Regions from separate parts of the Mus musculus genome. Here regions 1 and 3 are each linked to region 2. A link is a contact called in public HiCAR-type data. All regions are on one chromosome and are shown on one strand. Each heading gives the region's core, a stretch centred on a gene start, on an enhancer-like site or on the middle of the called end of the contact. The rest is flanking DNA. Distances are from core to core; before and after follow the strand shown. Region 1 holds the start of Gtpbp6 (GTP binding protein 6 (putative)). Region 2 holds the start of Rpl5 (ribosomal protein L5). Region 3 holds the start of Chfr (checkpoint with forkhead and ring finger domains).

The links. HiCAR-type assays count read pairs that join an accessible place to other places.
Region 1: a contact with region 2 is called in a HiCAR-type map of astrocytes, with 5 times the contacts expected there. The contact joins the promoter of Gtpbp6 here to the promoter of Rpl5 in region 2. A contact is called at or near these places in 2 of 39 promoter capture datasets (hippocampal neurons and liver) and 1 of 115 datasets of contacts at active chromatin or transcription factors (astrocytes).
Region 3: a HiCAR-type map of astrocytes shows a contact between it and region 2, with 6 times the contacts expected there. The contact joins the promoter of Chfr here to the promoter of Rpl5 in region 2. A contact is called at or near these places in 7 of 39 promoter capture datasets (cranial neural crest, hippocampal neurons, liver and 3 more), 1 of 115 datasets of contacts at active chromatin or transcription factors (astrocytes) and 1 of 9 other capture datasets (pancreatic islet).

The regions. Positions count from the first base shown.
Region 1 is chr5:110,106,766-110,109,465 of GRCm38.p6, reverse strand. It overlaps Gtpbp6 (GTP binding protein 6 (putative)), which reads left to right and starts at 1,269. Exons shown (of 10, transcript NM_145147.5): 1 at 1,269-1,610; 2 at 2,269-2,406; 3 at 2,526-2,596; 4 at 2,683-2,700. The coding sequence starts at 1,295.
Region 2 is chr5:107,899,225-107,901,924 of GRCm38.p6, reverse strand. Rpl5 (ribosomal protein L5) reads right to left here and starts at 1,397. Exons shown (of 8, transcript NM_016980.2): 1 at 1,279-1,397; 2 at 1-55. The coding sequence starts at 1,281.
Region 3 is chr5:110,134,535-110,137,234 of GRCm38.p6, reverse strand. It overlaps Chfr (checkpoint with forkhead and ring finger domains), which reads right to left and starts at 1,405. Exons shown (of 18, transcript NM_001289577.1): 1 at 1,301-1,405; 2 at 1,041-1,184. The coding sequence starts at 1,173.

The DNA of each region.
Region 1 (2,700 bases), core at 20-2,519, 2.2 Mb before region 2:
TAAAATGTATTTGTTTATTTCATGTATATTAGTGTTGTGCCTTATATGCTTGTGCACTGTGTGCATGCTTACAGAGGCCAGGAGGGTGTTGATCCTCCTAAGACTGTTGTGAGCTCTTATGTGGGTGGTGGGAATTAAACTTGTGTCCTCTGGAAACGCACCCCTGAGCCATCTTTCTGTCACCCAAAGCAGATAATTTAAAGGAAGAATTCATTAACTTTTAAATATCTCTTGATGTTCTTGGCTTCTATACCCAAATTAGACATTTCAGCACTACTGTCTGCATCCAGGAAGATACTCATGAAGAGCCAAATATGTGAGTGCTAGGAACTGAACCCCAGTCCTCTGGAGAAGCAACCAGTGCTGTGACATCTTGAACTATTTTAATCATGACTATGTTCAGTGGAGCAGCCAGTCTCTTTACTAGTCTGAGAGACATCTCCAGCTTGGGTTTTGTTTTGTTTTGTTTGTTTGTTTTGTATCCCCTAGTTCCCTGCTTCAGGCAAGTAAGCTAAATGGATTGTCAGCAGCACACATCCCAAGGCTTGATTTGTTCCTACTTTATATGAATATGTCCCCACAACTCCACTCCAGAAAATATATAAATGACTTGAAAAAAAGATACACAGGAGAGAGAGAGAGAGAGAGAGAGAGAGAGAGAGAGAGCGCGCAGCTATCCCAGGTCACAGATATATTCCATTTAGTTCCTTCTAGTTCTTGGTACTGAACATCCTCTAGCCTACCATCTGTGACTCCATCTTCCTCTGTGTTGAGGAGAGTTTCCTGTGGCCCAAGTAAGTTTCAACAGAAACATGAATATTTGTAATTTCTTATAACTAAGCATAAAAGCTAACACATTTTATAACTTATTTGAATTCTATTTTAACATTCAGTGCTAGATTATTTCAATAGCCTATGTCCTTTATACCTAACTTTATTGTCTTCATAAAAGTTGTCATAGGCCAAACCCTGAGTTCTATTGAGTCCTGTGTTGTTCCTTTTGAAATTGCTGTGCCTACACTAACTCTATTCAGATCTTCCACCACTAGGCTTATTTTTATTTGTTTTGTTTTAGAGGCATTGTCCTTTCGGCCCCGCCCCTCGCCGCATGCGCCTTGCTGTCCTTTCTCCCTGACCCCGCCCCTATCCAAGTTTTTCGCTGCGGGTAAGCGATCTGCTCTCGATCCTCCCAGAGCCACCCTTCGCGGCACGCACATGCGCCCTGTTGTTCTTCCCGTCCCTCCCTGCTCTCCCTCCCCCGCCCCCGCAGTCTCTCGCTGCGCGCGCACGCGCCATGCTTTTTCTGCGCGCCGCCGTGCTCCCGGGGTTCTGGCTCCCGCGTGTGCGCCGCGTACAACTCGTTCGGAGCCCCGCGGTGACCCTGCCAAGTCCCGTCCGCACTGTCCACGCCGGGAGCCGGGTCTGGGGGAGCGCGTGGGCGGGGGGCGGTCCCGTCCGTGGTGGGGGCGAGGAGGACCCCCGTGAGGACGAAGAGGAAGAGGAGGATGAGCTGCTCCGCGCCCCACCCCTCCTGCCCTTGGATACACAGCGCGTTTGCGTCCTGCATCCTGACGTCAAACGCCCGGCCGGAAAAAAGCCTCGAAGCACAGGTATCGGGTAGGGCGAGAGTGGGGATTGAGCAGGGAAGCCGGAAGGGGCGAGGACCTGAAGGCCGAAACTTACTAGTGCTATACAGGAAGGCCACGGGGAATTGGGGCGGCGGTGACGCCTAGTTCTGGAAGGGGCGGAGTCACGAGAAAGGAAGGAGAAGCCGAGGGAGGAGCACTGGGGGCAGGGTACTATGATGGACATCGGGCGTACGGTAGAGAGTGTGGATAGTCTGGGATGTGCTGGGTTCGTGGCTGCTCTCCTGGTGGAGTCGGAGTCTGGCGAGCTTGCGTGCTGGGGGCGTGATCTGGCTGAGCATGTGATGGTACCTGGGCCTGCCCGATGGGTGAGGCTGCGCGTGCTCCGGGTGGGACCTTGGGGCGGGACTATCCTAAATTTGTAGGCGGAGTCTGGGGGGGGGGAACATTGGGCGCTGGGGGCGAGTCCTAGAGGTTCTGCCTTTCCCTGGTAGAGCTTTGGATCATGGCCTGGCGAGCTTCTTAGGGTTGTGATGTGAGCTGCAGGGTGGGGACATGGTGTGGGCGGGGGATGCGGACTCTGCGCGGGCGCGGTTTCATCCCAGAGCTAACCCTGTCCACCGCCGTGGTCCGAGGTCTTCCCGCTCGGCCCTTGACTGGATGGACCCTTGTGTCCTCACAGCGGAGTGGCAGGTGGCAGAGGCGGCCGCCCTGGTGCGCGCACTTCCAGGATGGTCGGTCGCGAGTACCCTGGTGGTGCCCAGCGCAGCGCCTGGCAGCAGGCTGGTGTTCGGCAAGGGCAACTTTCAGGACGTGACAGGTGAGCGGTACCTCACCTTTGGCCGCTGGGCATGCGCCTCACCTGCGCTGGTGTAGGATGGGTCAGACTGCCTCCCGTCCTCCTCCTAACCCCATGACGGGCCACTCCCTGTGCTCCAGAAAAGATCAAGGGATGCCAGGACATCACGTCCGTGTTCCTGAACGTGGAGAGGATGGCGCCACCGACCAAGGTTCCCTTGTGTCCCCCCTGATCCTCACATGACCCATGACACCATGTGACCCCTGACTGATCCCTGCGTGGCCCCCATCTCCTCAGAAGGAGCTGGAGTCCGCT
Region 2 (2,700 bases), core at 148-2,647:
ATCTCACTTGGTATCTTTTAAAGTAGGCCTTATTCTTGACAACTTTCACAAACCCCTTTAAAGGAAAAAAAAAATTATCAGGGCTTTGCTAATTGTTTCGTCCCATGACTTTTTTCTTTTGATACAGGCCAACTATGTAGCCCAACATGACCTAGCATTTGGTAGTTTCTGAGCGCCGAATTAATAGGCAAGAACCACCTGGGTTTTGGTCTGTATTTTTTTATTTAACTATGTAACAAAATCATGCCCAAGTTTCAAAAGCAAATTATTACAAGTGTCAACTTCTATAGCATGTTTCTAAGCTGACCGGAAACAAGAATCGCTGTTGTGCAGTGCTCAACCTTTAATAAGGTTAGTTCCTCATGCTGTGGTGACCCTTCCCCAAACCATAAATCTCGTTGCTGCTTCGTTAATTTAATCTTGTAGTTATTCATCGTTAATACAAATATCTGACAGATGGGTTAAGAACCAGATGGAGAACTGCTGTTGCACTGGTTCTCTTCGCCAAACACACCTAACTAAGCCTCAGAAAACACGTAAAGATGGCTGGGCGGAATAGGGCACCGACCCAAGTCGCTCCATCCACAACTGCAGGCTCCTTACTACAACTTGCAGGTACAAAGACATTTTCGTACTGCCTTTAAACAATCTTTCAATTCCTGTACCACTGATCGATCCCTACGCCAAACCGCCGGGATGTATCACCTACACCGGAGCCAATCTGTGCCGACAACTGCACACCTCACCGAGAAAGTTCAACCACTCGGCGCTCACTTCCTCCCTGCCTAAACCGGGCTCAAATGGCAGAGTACGATCTACAATTACTCCTCGCAAATGAAGAGCTGCACCCCACCTCTCAAGTCCGATCTCAGCAAATCTCTGAAAACAGGGCCAGACTCTGGCCAGGAAGAGCCAGGGGCCGCCACATCCCTTCCGGGACGCAGCAGCGCCACGGCCTCCACTGACAGACACTCCCGGCTTCAGGGCTCTGTGCGAGGCCGAGGGATTCGGGCTTCCGTGGCACGGCCTCCTGACGACCCCGGAGACAACTGCGGCTGGCAGCCGGACTCGGAAGCCTCGTCCCGAGCACCCTCCGCCGCGGCCCCTCCCCCGGCTGGCACCCGGCAGCCATTAGGCCACGCTGGAACGGCGGGCGCAGAGCCGGGAATCGAATGCCATCTGCCCCCCGGGTCGCACGAGCCGACCCCGAGCGGGCATCCGCGAGAGGAGGGGGCACCCCGGTGCACGCACGGGCCTGAGACCCAGATGCCCACTCACCATCCTGCGGAATAGAGACCCGCAACCGCGGCTCCACGCAGACCTGCAGAGTCGGCCGCGCTAAGGGGGAAAAAGACCGGAGTCACGTACGCATGCGCAGTATGTAGCACCACCAGCACGCAAGCGACGTGAGAAAGAGTGGCTGTAGGCCTCAAGATGCGCGGGCTATCGCCCCCTGCCGGTAGGAGGATGAATGTCATCTTCCTCCTCTCAACGAGCATGGAGGATGGGCGATGAGAAAGGGAAATAGAGGCTTTTTGCGAGGACTTTTTTTTTTTTTTTTTTGGGGGGGGGGTGGTTTTTCGAGATAGGGTTTCTCTGTGTGACCCTGGCTGTCCTGGAACTCACTCTGTAGACCAGGCTGGTCTCGAACTCAGAAATCAGCCTGCCTCTGCCTCCCAAGTGCTGGGATTAAAGGCGTGTGCCACCACTACCGGGCAGGAGGACATTTTTAAAAACACGCTCGGCATGCACGCACACACACCACACTTATATAATTATTTTTCTAAGCAGGAGGGGGTAAAAATTAAGTTAAATACATGAATTTGCCTATGCTGAAATCTTGCCTTCTCCATGACTTGACTCACTTCTGGAATATATATTTCGGAATTCCCAGCACACAGGGCCGCCGGGAAGCTCAGCCTCAGAGCCTCAAGTTTGAGTTAGAAGAGACTCTTCTGCCTTTGCATAGCATCTTGACATCTGCTTCAAGCATACTTTTCATTCTCCAGCACTTCTCAGAGTGCTGACCTCCAGTCAATTCTTAGTTACCTGTTACATGGTGAAAACAAAACAAAACCCACTGCACTCTCCTGTTGCCTTTATGCTTCCATTGTCCCCAGAATTCCTGACATTATGAGCGCCGCCTCCTCCATCACTCTTAGTCCCCTTCCTCAAGAAGTTTCTTTTTAGGACTGGGTGTGCAGCTAAGAATTGCAGCCTCAGTACTTAGAAGGGAGAGGAAAAAGAATCAGAAAGTGCAAGGCTAGCCTAGGCTACCTAGTGAATTGGAAGCCAGCCTGGGCTGCCTGAAGGAAAAGAAATGCATACAAACAATTATTTAAACACGTGAAAGAACAGTTATAAGGCTGAGAGCTTTAGAAAGTCTAAAAAAAGTCTGAGAGCCGGGCAGTGGTGGTGCACGACCTGGGAGGCAGAGGCAGGCAGATTTGAGTTTGATGCCAGCCTGGTCTACAAAGTGAGTTCCAGGTCAGCCAGGGCTACACAGAGAAATCCTGTCTCGGAAAACCAAAGTCAATGAGAATGCAATTTGAAAATTGCTTCCCTAGCCGGGCGTGGTGGCGCACGCCTTTAATCCCAGCGCTCGGGAGGCAGAGGCAGGTGGATTTCTGAGTTTAAGGCTAGCCTGGTCTACAGAGTGAGTTCCAGGACAGCCAGGGCTACACAGAGAAACTCTGTCTC
Region 3 (2,700 bases), core at 156-2,655, 2.2 Mb before region 2:
GGTCCTCAAGCACTTTACCATCTAAGCTCTCTCCGAGTCCAAAGCTAGGTTACACACAAGCAGTTCATGTAAGATTTTATCAATCCTCCTAGCAAAATAAGGTGGACACAAGTTATAGAAATCTATGTCCTAATCCCAGCACTCGGGAGGCACAGGCAGGTGGATTTCTGAGCTTGAGGCCAGCCTGGTCTACAGAGTGAGTTCCAGGACAGCCAAGGCTATACATAGAAACCCTGCCTCATAACCGCCCCCCCAAAAAAAACAAAAACAAAAACAAACGAAAAAAAGAAATGTATGTCCTTGACCCAAAGCAATCGATGTTGGGATCTGTGTATAACTTTGTTCAAATTCTCAGTTTCCTAAGTTCATTAAATAAATTATTCTATTTCCTGGGACTTTGAGATCTTTTCAAATAGAAACCCTGCCATTATAAGTTGCCCTCAGAGCACTGGTTTAACAGTGTCCTAGTCTTCCAGCATATTCTTTGTTCTCATTTGTCACAAAACATTTTTTCTAAAGTCCCTGTGGTTTATTTTTTTTCACCCGTCAACCTTTTAACAGTGGTGTCAAATTTCTACATACCTTTTTTCAGTTTTCCTTTTGTTAATAATTTCTAATTGCATTTCATTGAGAAAGAGAAGTGTACAGTAATGAGGACAAGATCGTATTTCGAAGGATATATTTACAGATCTATTTCACAAAGTTGTACTGAGAACTGACTGATATCCATCATCAAGCATCCAGAAGAGCAACTGCACAAATAAATAAGCCCATTTTATGGGGGGGGGGGGGGGTTGAAAAACAGTGCACACACACACACCCCCCGAATTCCAGTAGCTTCTGTATCGCCAGCCGGGTACTTTTCCCACTTCAAACCCCCTGTCGGTTTCCCCATCTAAACCCACTCTGACTAGGTCTTCGATCCTGTTCTAGGCCCTCGGTCTCCTCTCAGTTGGGTACCCACTTTAGGTCCCTATGCTTCATCCCTGTCTACCCCTTTAGCCTTTATCCTCGTCCTCACTCCACTCTGGCCACCGCACCTCTCCTCCTTCCGATGGTCCACTCGCGTTTCCAAAGAAGGATCTGGGGTTCGTCCTCCTCTGCGCCTAGACGAAGAAGCCTCCCCCAGGGTTCCTGCGGCGGCGGCGGCTGCTCTTCCCCGTGTAGCTCCATAGGACTCACATCTACAGAGACCCAGAAACGCCGGCTCAGGGACTACTTAAAAAACGCTCAGCACCGCTGCTATAGCCTGGCCGCCGCCTGCCTCCCCAGCCAGGACCCCACCCGCCGGCCAGCTTACCCCACGCCCTGCGCGGATCCCGGAACCGGCCTTACAGTCGCCGCCACCGCTGTCAACAGACATCTCGGGTACCCCAGCTGATCCACGGGAGGCGAGGGGGAGGGGAGCAGAGCGGTACGCCCTGTGATTGGCTGGCGGCCGTGCCCACCGAGAGCGACGGCTAGAGCGGTGCCAGAAAAGGCTATCCGGAGGGGGCGGGGCGGAGCGATCGGAGCCTGCGCAGATGAGAGAATGTGCACCTTGTTGCCATCTTTGATGCTGGCAGGCAGGCGCACTTACCTTCCTGCAAAAGCACGGAAGTAGCTGTGGAGGGCACCATGTTAGATTCGGGCCAAAAAAAAAAAAAGACCGAGTAACTTATAGATCGGAAGGTCCTTAAAACCTCACTTGTAATTCCGAGATAAGGTGCTATTTTCACACGTCAGATTACAAAATGTGAAAGCTTGGTACAGTGGGCCAGCCCTTCGCAAGGAGCATAATTTAAGATGTCAATTAGAATAGAAACAGGTAACTCGTCTCTGAGGGCTGATTTGCGGTATCTTTAAATCCTGTTTCTTAGGATCTTGTGTCATTCCCGAGTTGTATGCTACAAGCATGTTGGTGACCCCCCGGTGAGAGAGAAACACTGGCAAAAACAATGCCCTGGAAGAAAGTCACTGAAGACAGAGAAGCAAAGTCCACACACAGTGGTTCTTGAGCAGCTCGGAGTAATGTCTTTGCTGGTGAACAGCTTCAAAAAAGTATTAAACATCTGTTTGTTTGTTTGTTTGTTTGTTTGTTTGTTTTGTAAAAAGAAAACACATACACAGACACATTTGTAAATATATGTGGAAATGCGTCTTTGCCTATGTCTACAAAGATTTACTCAAATACTTTTGAAAGGATATAAAAGTAGCAGTGGCTGCCTCCGGGAACATGGATTTGTACCGGTCTGAAAATCGCCGAAGAAGACCCCAGACATAGATAATATGCAAAGACAAAGAGCGTTTATTCTGAAGAAACAAGCAGTATGTGGGTCACATTTTTTGAAATGGTGTCCGCAGTCAAGGGTGTGTGGGCCTTCTTATTGGGGGGTGGATATTAGGTAATCTCTAATGTGATTGGCTGGGCCACTGTTCACATTTGGGAACTGAACTGTGACCCTCACCCCCACCCCCCAGTTAAGATTATATAGAGTTTTTAAGCCTAAAATCCACAAACATCTGTGCTAAATTATTCCACCAATCAGGATTTAGGGATAGAGGGTTTACTTAGGAACTTGTCTTTGTTGTATATGTACCCTGCTCCCATTGATCTGGGTACTCAACTTGCAGGGACTTGACTTACCTAACATTCATGTCCTAACTTGTCACAGTACCCATGTACATATTTCTTTCTGCCAAGTAGGATGTCAATTCCCA